Linked DNA regions of Capsicum annuum: region 2 is linked to region 1. Evidence: chromatin contacts called from public Hi-C data. All regions are on one chromosome and are shown on one strand. Each heading gives the region's core, a stretch centred on a gene start, on an enhancer-like site or on the middle of the called end of the contact. The rest is flanking DNA. Distances are from core to core; before and after follow the strand shown. Region 1 has its middle 130 kb from the start of LOC107856468. Region 2 has its middle 50 kb from the start of LOC107875488.

Region 1 (5,044 bases), core at 1,104-3,603:
TGAAATGTATATATGATGACGTCAACCCTAGTCTGGCAGGAGGATGATTTACCTACGCTTGCTACATAGTTCTGTAATGTAGGGACTGTTACTAAGGGTAAAACTCTCTGCTCGCAGGAATTCCTGCATCCATGGATTCGCTCGGTGCTGAATCCTACTCCCAACTAAATCGACACTGAACTGATCACTAAACTGTACTAGGCTTGACTAAACTGACACTGATCGTGTTGACTGACTGAACTGGAATGAGGTCACTAAGTTCTATTATTGACTGAAATTACTGTTCTTGACCTTTACTGGGACTATTCTATAACTACCACAACTAAGTAAACAACTAGATTTCGGGTAATAATTACCCTCAGGAATCGATAGCATCAATAATAAAACATAACAAATCTTGGAAGCATGACAATAGTCAGTTGTTCACAATTCATTTACTGAGAGATTTTGTCAAACACTTGGAGGTTATGAACTTGTACATCAATGAGAACACATGATAACATGTCATGATTACATTATTCAATTTACATGGACATTCTATCAAACACTTGGGGAGCATAATTAATGCACATGGTAATGAACAATACATAAGCATCATGACTACAACTTAAACTTGCAATTTCAAAGGTTTTAACATGGTAATTACATCAATCAACATACATGCTATCTTATATTTATGAAACTTATAGTTAAATCTTGAATTGAAACTCATACAATAATACAAACATGAATACAACCCAATTTGCGCATGAAAATCATGAATCTGAAAACTTATAATTTTAAAAAGGATTCTTGAACTCCAAGGGTGGAAGAAAACCCAATGATGAACACCTAACATACCTTGATTGTTGTTTTCGTGAAGATTGTTGGGGATTTATTGGAACTTGAACTTAAACTTGATGAACCTAGGGTTTTGTTCTTGAGAGGATTTGTGAAGAATGAATATATTTAGCCCTTTGGTAGGTTTAGTTTTGTGTTTTGGCTGAATTGGGTGAGGGTAAAAGGACCTAGTTGCCCTTGGAAGTTTGGAATTTAATAAGCAAAACTGCCCCAGTGACGCGATAGACGATGAGCCACATCGATTGGCTCGATGCGATTATTGATACGTTGCGTCGATAGGTACAACGTGATAGCCAACGCGATGCATCAAGACCGTGTTTGCTTGCTGTTTTGGCCACCCAAAAATGAGTCAAACGATGTTCGAAAATTTCAAAACTCACTCAATATGACCTATTGACATCCTTGATTATGAATCAATTTAAAAATCGATAATCTAAGGTCGGAAAGATCATAAATGATGCTATTGAAATATCGAGGCCAAAAATGAGACTAAGTGTCAACACTTCGCTGAAATTTTTTAAGTTTGGGACCTCTTTTGGCATCCTATATAGGATTGAAATGACTAGGACTTTGCAGGGTCATACAATTATACTCTATGTCAAGTTGTCAACTGTCTAGAGTAGACCCCCATAAAAAATTATGACAAACACAAAAGGTTTATTCGTCACCTCTGCAATAGTTTAGTATTGACGAATATGTTAATCGAATATGAGTATTTTAGATCAACTTTGCCAAACTATTTAGATATATAGATTTAATTGTATATTATTTTTGACAAACAGTGTTTTAGTCTATGATAAGTTTTAGGGTTTAGTCAATATCATCGGTTAAATCTATCACCCATTGTGTAATTTTAGTGTGCAAAATTTAAAGCATAAAAACAACAAAAGGAAAAATTGATAGACAAACCTAAATATTTATATTCATAATTATGATAGTTCATTGCATTGTACATTAGCATAGGTGAACGAAAATCACTTAAAATAACAAAAAGGAAAGCATTCACTACAAAATCCACCAATGAAAGCTTCCATAATGAACTAAATTCATATAAAAATTTTATAAAAACATAAAGAACATTCAAAAGTAAATAAATAAAAACTTAAACTGCAGGGGATGTGGGGGATGGTGGTGGGGTTATGAGTTCACTGGGATCCAAACGGAACCTCTCTGCTATGACCCACAAAAAATAAGCCATACACCGAATTTGTCCCCGGAGCCAACGTTGATTGGTGTCAAGGCCTTAGAAGTGGAAGTAGAATTCGTTTCTCAGTTGGATAAGGTCATGGTTCCTAGTGGCTTGTACTCTCCTCAAATTTCTCAAGTTATATACCTCTTTGCCCTGTTTTTTGTTTTGTCTTGTTGAAGAAGATGGAGTGTAAAATAGATAAGTATGTCATTTAGATAAACCAAGTGGATGCTCTGCCATCCAATATTTGATAGATGCATGTGTTTTTGTGTCAGTCGGGAAGGTAGCGTGTAGAAATCAAAGAGCGCATCAGTCGAGCCGTCCATACCCTTTTTTTCTTTCCGCACTATTATCATAGCGTCACGATTACAACTTAATCGTTGTATTGCTCAGTATAGGATTTTTAAATAGACCATGACTAAAGTTTTTTATATATGGACGGTTGATGAAACTTAATTTACCGTAGACCAAATTGGCAGTGTAGACAAAAATAATACTAATTAATTATAGAAACTAATAAAGGTCAAGTACAACTAAACTGACATTAAAGTTTTAAAACATTACAGTGATTTCAACAAAATAAAAACAAATATACAATGGAATCGTAATTTGCATTTAAGCTACAAATTGTCTCTTATGGCCTGATTGTTTGCACAAGAAGCATTTATTTCTCCTCTTAGTTTTCTTGATCGACTCATGAATCCCTTGACACAAAGCAATTTTTTCCTCCCTAGTTTTGGATCGTTGTCAGGCGAAAGAACCTTCATATCTAAACTTTCGGAGGGCATACTCCACTCATCGGACAATGTAAATAGGTTCTTGGTATGGAAGGAGGTGCACTGCTTTTTGGTAGATCGAAAAAGAGCAGTCGTAGATGCTTAAGCCATTTCTATTATCATACTTCAATAGAAAAGTTGTCACCCATAAGGGCATAGTACTTTCTTCAAGTCAAAACGTCTATAAGAACACGATTTTTCCAATAGATTGACTTTGGTGGTACGATCATACCTAAGGTGAATTCATCATCACCCCCATTTATGTTGGACATGTGTAATGAGTTGCCCTCGGTCATACTCTCCTTAATGAATTTTTCAGCAGTAGGCACTAAAGTATTACCACCCTTGCTCACCTTTGTATAATACTCTCTGACTTTTTAGGCAAACCTTCGAGCAATTGAATTAAAGACGGTCGCTACATAGTACTTTATTTCATCCCTCCATATAGAGTTAAGATAATAATGTTTGTGGTCATTACATTTAATCTATTGTCCAAAAAGTGTTCCACATTCCACTTGTTGAATCCAACATCGTGCTCGAGAAAGATGCTATCTCGGGAAAATTATCATTGAACTCCGTAAAGTGATCGACGAACGCCTCCAAATCATACACATTCATTGCATGGTAGTACACATAGAGATAAGATGAACAATGACAATATTTTGGATATTTTCTCTGAGATGCATCGTGTAAAGTCCTTGGTGCGCACGGGAATAATACTTTGTGATCCCATTGGTTATGCTTCTATGTCAGTCAAAGATGAGGCATAGGTTTGGTTCATCAACCATAATAAACTTCATCTTATCATAAAAGAAGCTTCAAGATCCATCGTTCTCCTTGTACACCACACAATATGTAATAGGGTAGATATGGTTCTTCGTGTCTTATGCAACGGCAGACAACAAAACTCCCTAGTATTTTCCATAAAAATGTATGCCATTGACGGTGATGACCCTCCTCATGTGGACATATCCAAGGATGAAAGCGTCAAAGGCGATGAAGTAGTATTTGAACTTGTTCGAATCCTTCTCGACCATAATGGTGGTAATAGAACCAAAGTTAAGGGATCCGATCAAGCATGAAAAAGCAATCAAGACAGCATACTCGTGCTTTGATGTACCTCAAATTAAGTCCTTGGCGGTGACGTATCTCATCCAACACTTCTAATAACCTGGACTATAATGGAGATCCTTAAAAGTGATCCTCTCGATCAATTTTGGGCTTGACCTTTTGTTGTCAATAAACTGGTTCATATAAACAGAGGCAATGACATTGACAGTGGTCTTCTTATGATTGCTCGTGCTATGTTCGGCACCACAAGTGTGCTTGCCGAAATATTTGAAGATGCAAAACCCTTTAGAGATTCTATATCTACTCCCCTGCAACAACCGTTTGCAAGAAGAATGAACACACTTCAACTTGTATAATCTTTTACAGCTCTTAATCATATCAAAATGAAAAAAATTCATCACCAAGGCCTTCTGTACTAACAACTTTAGAGTTTTCATATTTTGAAATGTTTATTCGGTGTGAAAATTATTTCCATCATCAAAGGAGTGGTTGGAGTGCCCCTCAACACCACCACCACAGCCTTTTTCTTTTTCTTCTTCGACATTTAAATGATCTTTCATGTCCATATCTATTGTATGAACATCAACAATGCCCTCGTATTCTACAAAATTATCATCAACAAATGATGTCGGTGGTGGTAGGGGTCGGAAAGATGTCAAAGTCTCCTCTCAAGACCATTCGGCTACACTAACTCTCAAAATAGGCCTAGAACCATTGAGGTCAACGATGAGCAAGTAGAATCCAACTTGCTGATCATTCTTTATGAATGTTGGATGTATTTTCCCCTCTCATTTATTAAATAGCTAATGACCAAGTCGCATGGATTGCAGCTTAAGTCCCCGCTATCAATTATGCTTGCGATCATGTCGTCGTCCGAACCATTGTAATGAAGGGCGATAAGAACTATATCTTTTCTCATAGATTTCCAGTTCCAACATTTAGGATCAACTAACAATGACCCATGAGGTCAACACCAAACATAATAATTTCTGTAATAGACATTGTAGACATAAACGATAATCCATATGAGACTAACTTATTGATTTATCATTGATAGACTGCCTAGACTGTTGAGTAATGAAGAAATCTCCGTACAGTGATATAAATATCTAACTTGGTTTCTTTTTCAAGGACAAACAAAACAATGGAGTTGATTATAGTTGTATAA
Region 2 (5,044 bases), core at 1,738-4,237, 150 kb before region 1:
AAGTGGATGATACAGGTAAAGGTCTTTTTGAAGTTATTGTAGATGAAATTAAAAATATTAGACTTGACATTGATAGTTTAAGAGGACAAGGATATAATAATGGATCTAATATGAAGGGGAAACACCAAGGAGTTCAAAAATGACTTATAGGTATAAATCCTAGATCATTTTATACTCTATGTGGTTGTCATAATTTAATTTTAGTACTTTGTGATGTTGCTAATTCTTGCACAAAAACTATTTTATTGTTTGGAGTGGTACAACGTATATATACACTATTTTCTTCTTCTACTAAGCGATGGAAAGTTTTAAAAGATAGTGTACCTAGTCTATCTTTTAAATCATTGTCACAAACACGATGAGAAAGTCGTATTGAAAGTGTTAAAGCCATAAGATTTCAAACTCCACAAATAAGAGATGCTTTACTGAAATTTGTAAAATTTAGTGATAATCCAAAAACTAAAAGTGAAGCTAGTTACTTAGAAACATATAAGCTTCAAAATTTTGAATTTTTATTGGGTATGACTATTTGGCATGATATTTTATTTGCAGTTAATTCAATTAGCAAATCCTTGCAATCAAAAGATATGCATATTGATGGTGCTATAGATCTATTAAGGGATTTAATTTCCTTTCTAAAAAAATATAAAGAGCAAGGATTTGCAAGTTCTATGATTTCTGGTAAAGAAATTGCATTTGAGATGAATAGAAAACCTGAATTTCGTACTAAATGTGTAATACATAGAAAAAAACAATTTGATGAGATTGTTAATAATGAAATCACAAGGTCTCCTAAGGAATCTTTTAGAGTTGAGTACTTCTTATATATAGTAGACCAAACTATTGTTTCTCTTCAAAATAGATTTGAACAATTTGAAGCTTATGAAAATATTTTTGAATTTCTATTTAGTGGCAAAAAATTGAGATCACTAGATGATGAGAATTTGAAAAAATATTGTCTTAATCTTGAATGTTCTTTAAAATACAATAATCATTCTGATATTGATGGTTTAGACTTATTTTTCGAGTTAAGAGTATAAAGGGAGAGAGTACAAGTAGATAACAATACTTTAATTGATATACTCAATCAAATAAAAAAGCTTGATTCTTTTTCGAATGCTTATATTCTTTATAGAATAATGTTAACTGTTCCTATAACAGTTGCCTCAGCGGAAAGAAGTTTTACAAAATTAAAACTGATAAAATCTTACTTGAGATCAACAATGTCTCAAGAGAGATTGAGTGGATTAGGTATATTATCAATTAAAAAAGAATTATTAAAAGAAATTGATTATAAGACAACTATTCATACCTTTGCTTCTCAAAAAGCTAGAAAAATAGCTTTTAAATAAAAATTATATATTATATTTTTTTTTCTTGAAAAAAAATATCAAAGCCTCTTATCGAAATTTGGCTTTAGGCCCCCAATTGTGTTGAGTCGCCCCTCATGTTATTGTAATATTATGAAGTATGTTAAGTTGATATATTAAATATTAATTTATTAACTTTTAAATAACTTTGTTAAATTAAATAGATAATTAGATTTGAGTATTTTTTTCAACCTTTGCTTTTTTTATTAATTACTAATTAAGTTTAAAAAGGAAGGATGAAATCTGTGCACTTTAAAATTAAATTGTGATGGCTTATGAAGGTTTTCATCTATGAGAATGTGATTTTTTTTATTTATTTAAGACATTTTTTATGAATTCAACAGTATGTTTGTGTATCTTGTTTTTCATATTAAATTTAATTGTTTGTTGGGTTTCATAATAACATACTTTACATGCCAATTGTCTTGGATTCTCTTTAACGAAGATATTTTGTTAAATGCTTTATTAACTCTGTTATTTTAATTCGTTATGTTTACTTGTTACGTAATTTTTTTGACTTTGTTACGTGATTATGAAAATTTATTGTTACTTTGTTACCATAATTTCGTTAAATGTGATTTTGTTATGTTACATGATTATGTTAATTTGGCCTTAGAAAATCAAATCGGTCACGATTTTAAATTCTAATCAAAGAACTAATTTATCAATTAAGGTGTGAATGTACAAGATGGGTTGCAATTTTATTCAAGAACCTCCATAATTAGGAAGAGTATAAAAAAATATTTGTACGAAAGCGAGATGAGACACAAGTATTACTTCCAAGCTCATTATTAAAAGAATTTTCAATTCATAAAAGAATGAGTTAGGTTATTAACCTCTAGAAAATTAAAATTTAATATGTAAGTGATTATTAACGATAAAGTTGGAAAGCACTGCTACCAATCATTCGTTATAATAAAATTAACATATTGTATTTAAAGTCGATCTAATTAGGTTGGATAGATTTCAAACATGTTGGAAGCTTATTTAGACTTGGAGAAAATAGGAGTGATTCATAAATGTCTCAAAGGCACGAGAAATATATCAAAACTTATGGTAAGGCCGAAAAGTACTGCTACTGGTAAGCCACACATTAACATAATAAGACAATTTTAATAAATTTAAAATAAATAAAAGAGGGATATAAGTAATTTTAGGCTAATGAATATTTTATATCCAAAGACTAATTTAAGCTAGAACCACAGGATTCGAGGGGTGCCTCGTACCTTTTTCTCTGTCAATAGAATTTCTTACCCGATCTTTTATTTCTGTAGATCAATAAAGAATTATTTTTTTATTAAAGATTCAATCAGGTGATTTGAAACGCCATAAATCAATTTCAAGTGGGAACTCTCTAAATAAACTAATCCCTATTCTAAATCATAGTTTAATTGGAACCATTCGTCTTTGACCTTTCGGCGGAAAAGGGGTGTTACAGAAGCCAACCCAGAAGGCTCTAATGGCACAGTAAACGAAAGCGAAGGGTTGGGGTCACCAAAGAAATTGAGTTGTTCAACCACAAGTGGAAAGCCCATTGAACAAGAGGGAAGCACCACATCGAAGTGTTTTGTGAATGAAGCAAACCCAGCGAACAAGCTTGTGTATGATTCTATGGAGGAAGCATATGAACTAAGTGTAGCTAGGAACAAAACGAAAAAGGAAATTACAATGGGCGAAGGGAAGAATGAGCTCAATGAGCAGGAACACAAGGAAATAATAAAAGGACTTCTTGAACTTAGAGGTCTCGGTTTGCCGCACCAGAATTATTTATCAAGGTGAAGCAAGTAATACTCGTCTATCATGGGAAGATAATGTGGAATTAATATCTGAGGGAAAACTAGGGCATTGATCTGGGATAATTTTGACATAGGGAAAATCACTAATGTCGGATTCAAGTTTGATTATGTTGCTCCAATGAAGAAAGGTGAGGTTGTTGTTTGTCAAATTGAATTAGATGATATAAGCACTGTTTAAGTATATATATTCAAAGATAATGGGCAAAGCATGGAATTAACAAGATTTCCATGCTGAAGAATGGAATAGTCTTGGCGAGATTTGATTCAGAAATAGGACAAAAAAATTGTCATACAAGGGGGAATTTATCACTTTGATAATATATCATTCATCACCAAGACGTGGACGAATTTACAAAAAATGAGTTGTACACAGTTTCTATTTAGGTAAAATTATAGGGGCTTGATTTTAGGTATTGGAGCTCAAAGGGGCTAAGAAAGACAGGGATTTTAGTGGGTAAGCCTTTTATGGTGGACGAACATACTGAAAAAAAAATGGATTTGAATTTTGCATGGTTGTTAATTGAGGTCGAGATAGATTCTGATCCATCAGAGAAAGTTTGATTTCGCAATAAAAATAATGACTTGATTGAGCAAAGAATGGTGTATGAATGGAAGACTCATTATGCCAACACTGTAAGAAGTATAGACATGTAATGTAGAGTGCAGAAAGAAAAAGGGAGTACCATCACGTTCTAGGAAGTACGAGGAGGATATAGAAAATAAGGGACAAAACGAGGTGAACTAAGCCCAAGAACCACCATTGAGAGATAAAGAAGATGTTCATAATGGTAAACATAATACAAGTTATGGACAAAGGGCAACAAAGAAAAGAGAATGTAAAAGATGAGGATAAACATGAAAGGAAAATTCAATGTGGACAGGGCCAAATCTGGGTAACACCAGTGCATACAAGTCCAAGAAGGCATTCTTAAAGGCGTGAATCCCATATGTCAACACCTAACACTTTTCATACATTGCATGACAACGAATCAAATGAGTAAATTCATGAAGCTGTAAGTGGACAAGGGAGAGGCACTGTCATTCTAACTAATGGAAATGTTTAACATAATATGTTGGAATGTTAGTGGCTTGAATAGATCCAATAAGAAAAATGAGGTTAATCTCATTTGTAACAATCAGTCTGCGGAGTTGATTGGTTTATTGGAAAATAAAATCAAAAGTAAAAAAATAGATAGGCTACAACATACTATGTTTAGTGGATGAGAGTATACTAAGAATCTGGGAACTCTTTATAATGGAAGAATGTGGATGACTTGAAGACTTGATTACTTCCAAGTGCATCAATAATCATGAATGAACAGGCTATCAAATGTCCCGGGAAAAAGTGTTCTTGCTAACTATGGTGTATGTTTTTAACACAAGGAGTGGTAAAAAATCCTTATGGGGCTATTTAAATAGTATTATTTAGATTTGTCAAATACCATGGCTAATAGCTGGGAACTTCAACTCAGTCCTGAAGAGAGAGGATACAATAGGAGGTAACGGAGTTGAATACGGAGAGGTTATTGATTTGAAAGAGTGTGTGAAGCATTGCAAATTAATAGAGATGCCTCAAAATTATAGCAAATACACATGGAATGATAAAGATGTTCGGATCAACTTCAAAATTAATTAGGTGTTTATTAATAGACTTTGGCTCGATGACATGCCACATTATATAGAAACTTTTCTTCCAAAAGAATCAATGATCATTGTCTCGTGAGCATCAAGCAATTAAATTCAAAGAGGAAAGCACTAGTGGCTTTCAAACATTGTAACACTTGGTCTCACCATCCACAGTTTCTCGCAACAGTGGAAGAGGTATAGAAGCATCAGGTCGAGGGTCATATGTTGTATCAAATTGGTAAAAAAAATAAA

The links. A called contact is a pair of places that touch in the nucleus more often than the background predicts.
Region 2: a contact with region 1 is called in a Hi-C map of leaf, with 1.9 times the contacts expected there. The contact joins two enhancer-like sites. A contact is called at or near these places in 2 of 5 Hi-C or Micro-C datasets (leaf and placenta).

The regions. Positions count from the first base shown.
Region 1 is chr1:55,170,805-55,175,848 of UCD10Xv1.1, reverse strand. No RefSeq gene overlaps it. Among protein-coding and RNA genes, the nearest start is that of LOC107856468, 130 kb to the right of the region's middle. Within about 2 kb of position 2,353, at least 5 of the 5 cell types and tissues checked have an H3K27ac peak or open chromatin away from gene starts, as enhancers often do. A contact at or near this core is called in leaf, where this site is marked.
Region 2 is chr1:55,320,449-55,325,492 of UCD10Xv1.1, reverse strand. No RefSeq gene overlaps it. Among protein-coding and RNA genes, the nearest start is that of LOC107875488, 50 kb to the left of the region's middle. Within about 2 kb of position 2,987, at least 4 of the 5 cell types and tissues checked have an H3K27ac peak or open chromatin away from gene starts, as enhancers often do. A contact at or near this core is called in leaf, where this site is marked.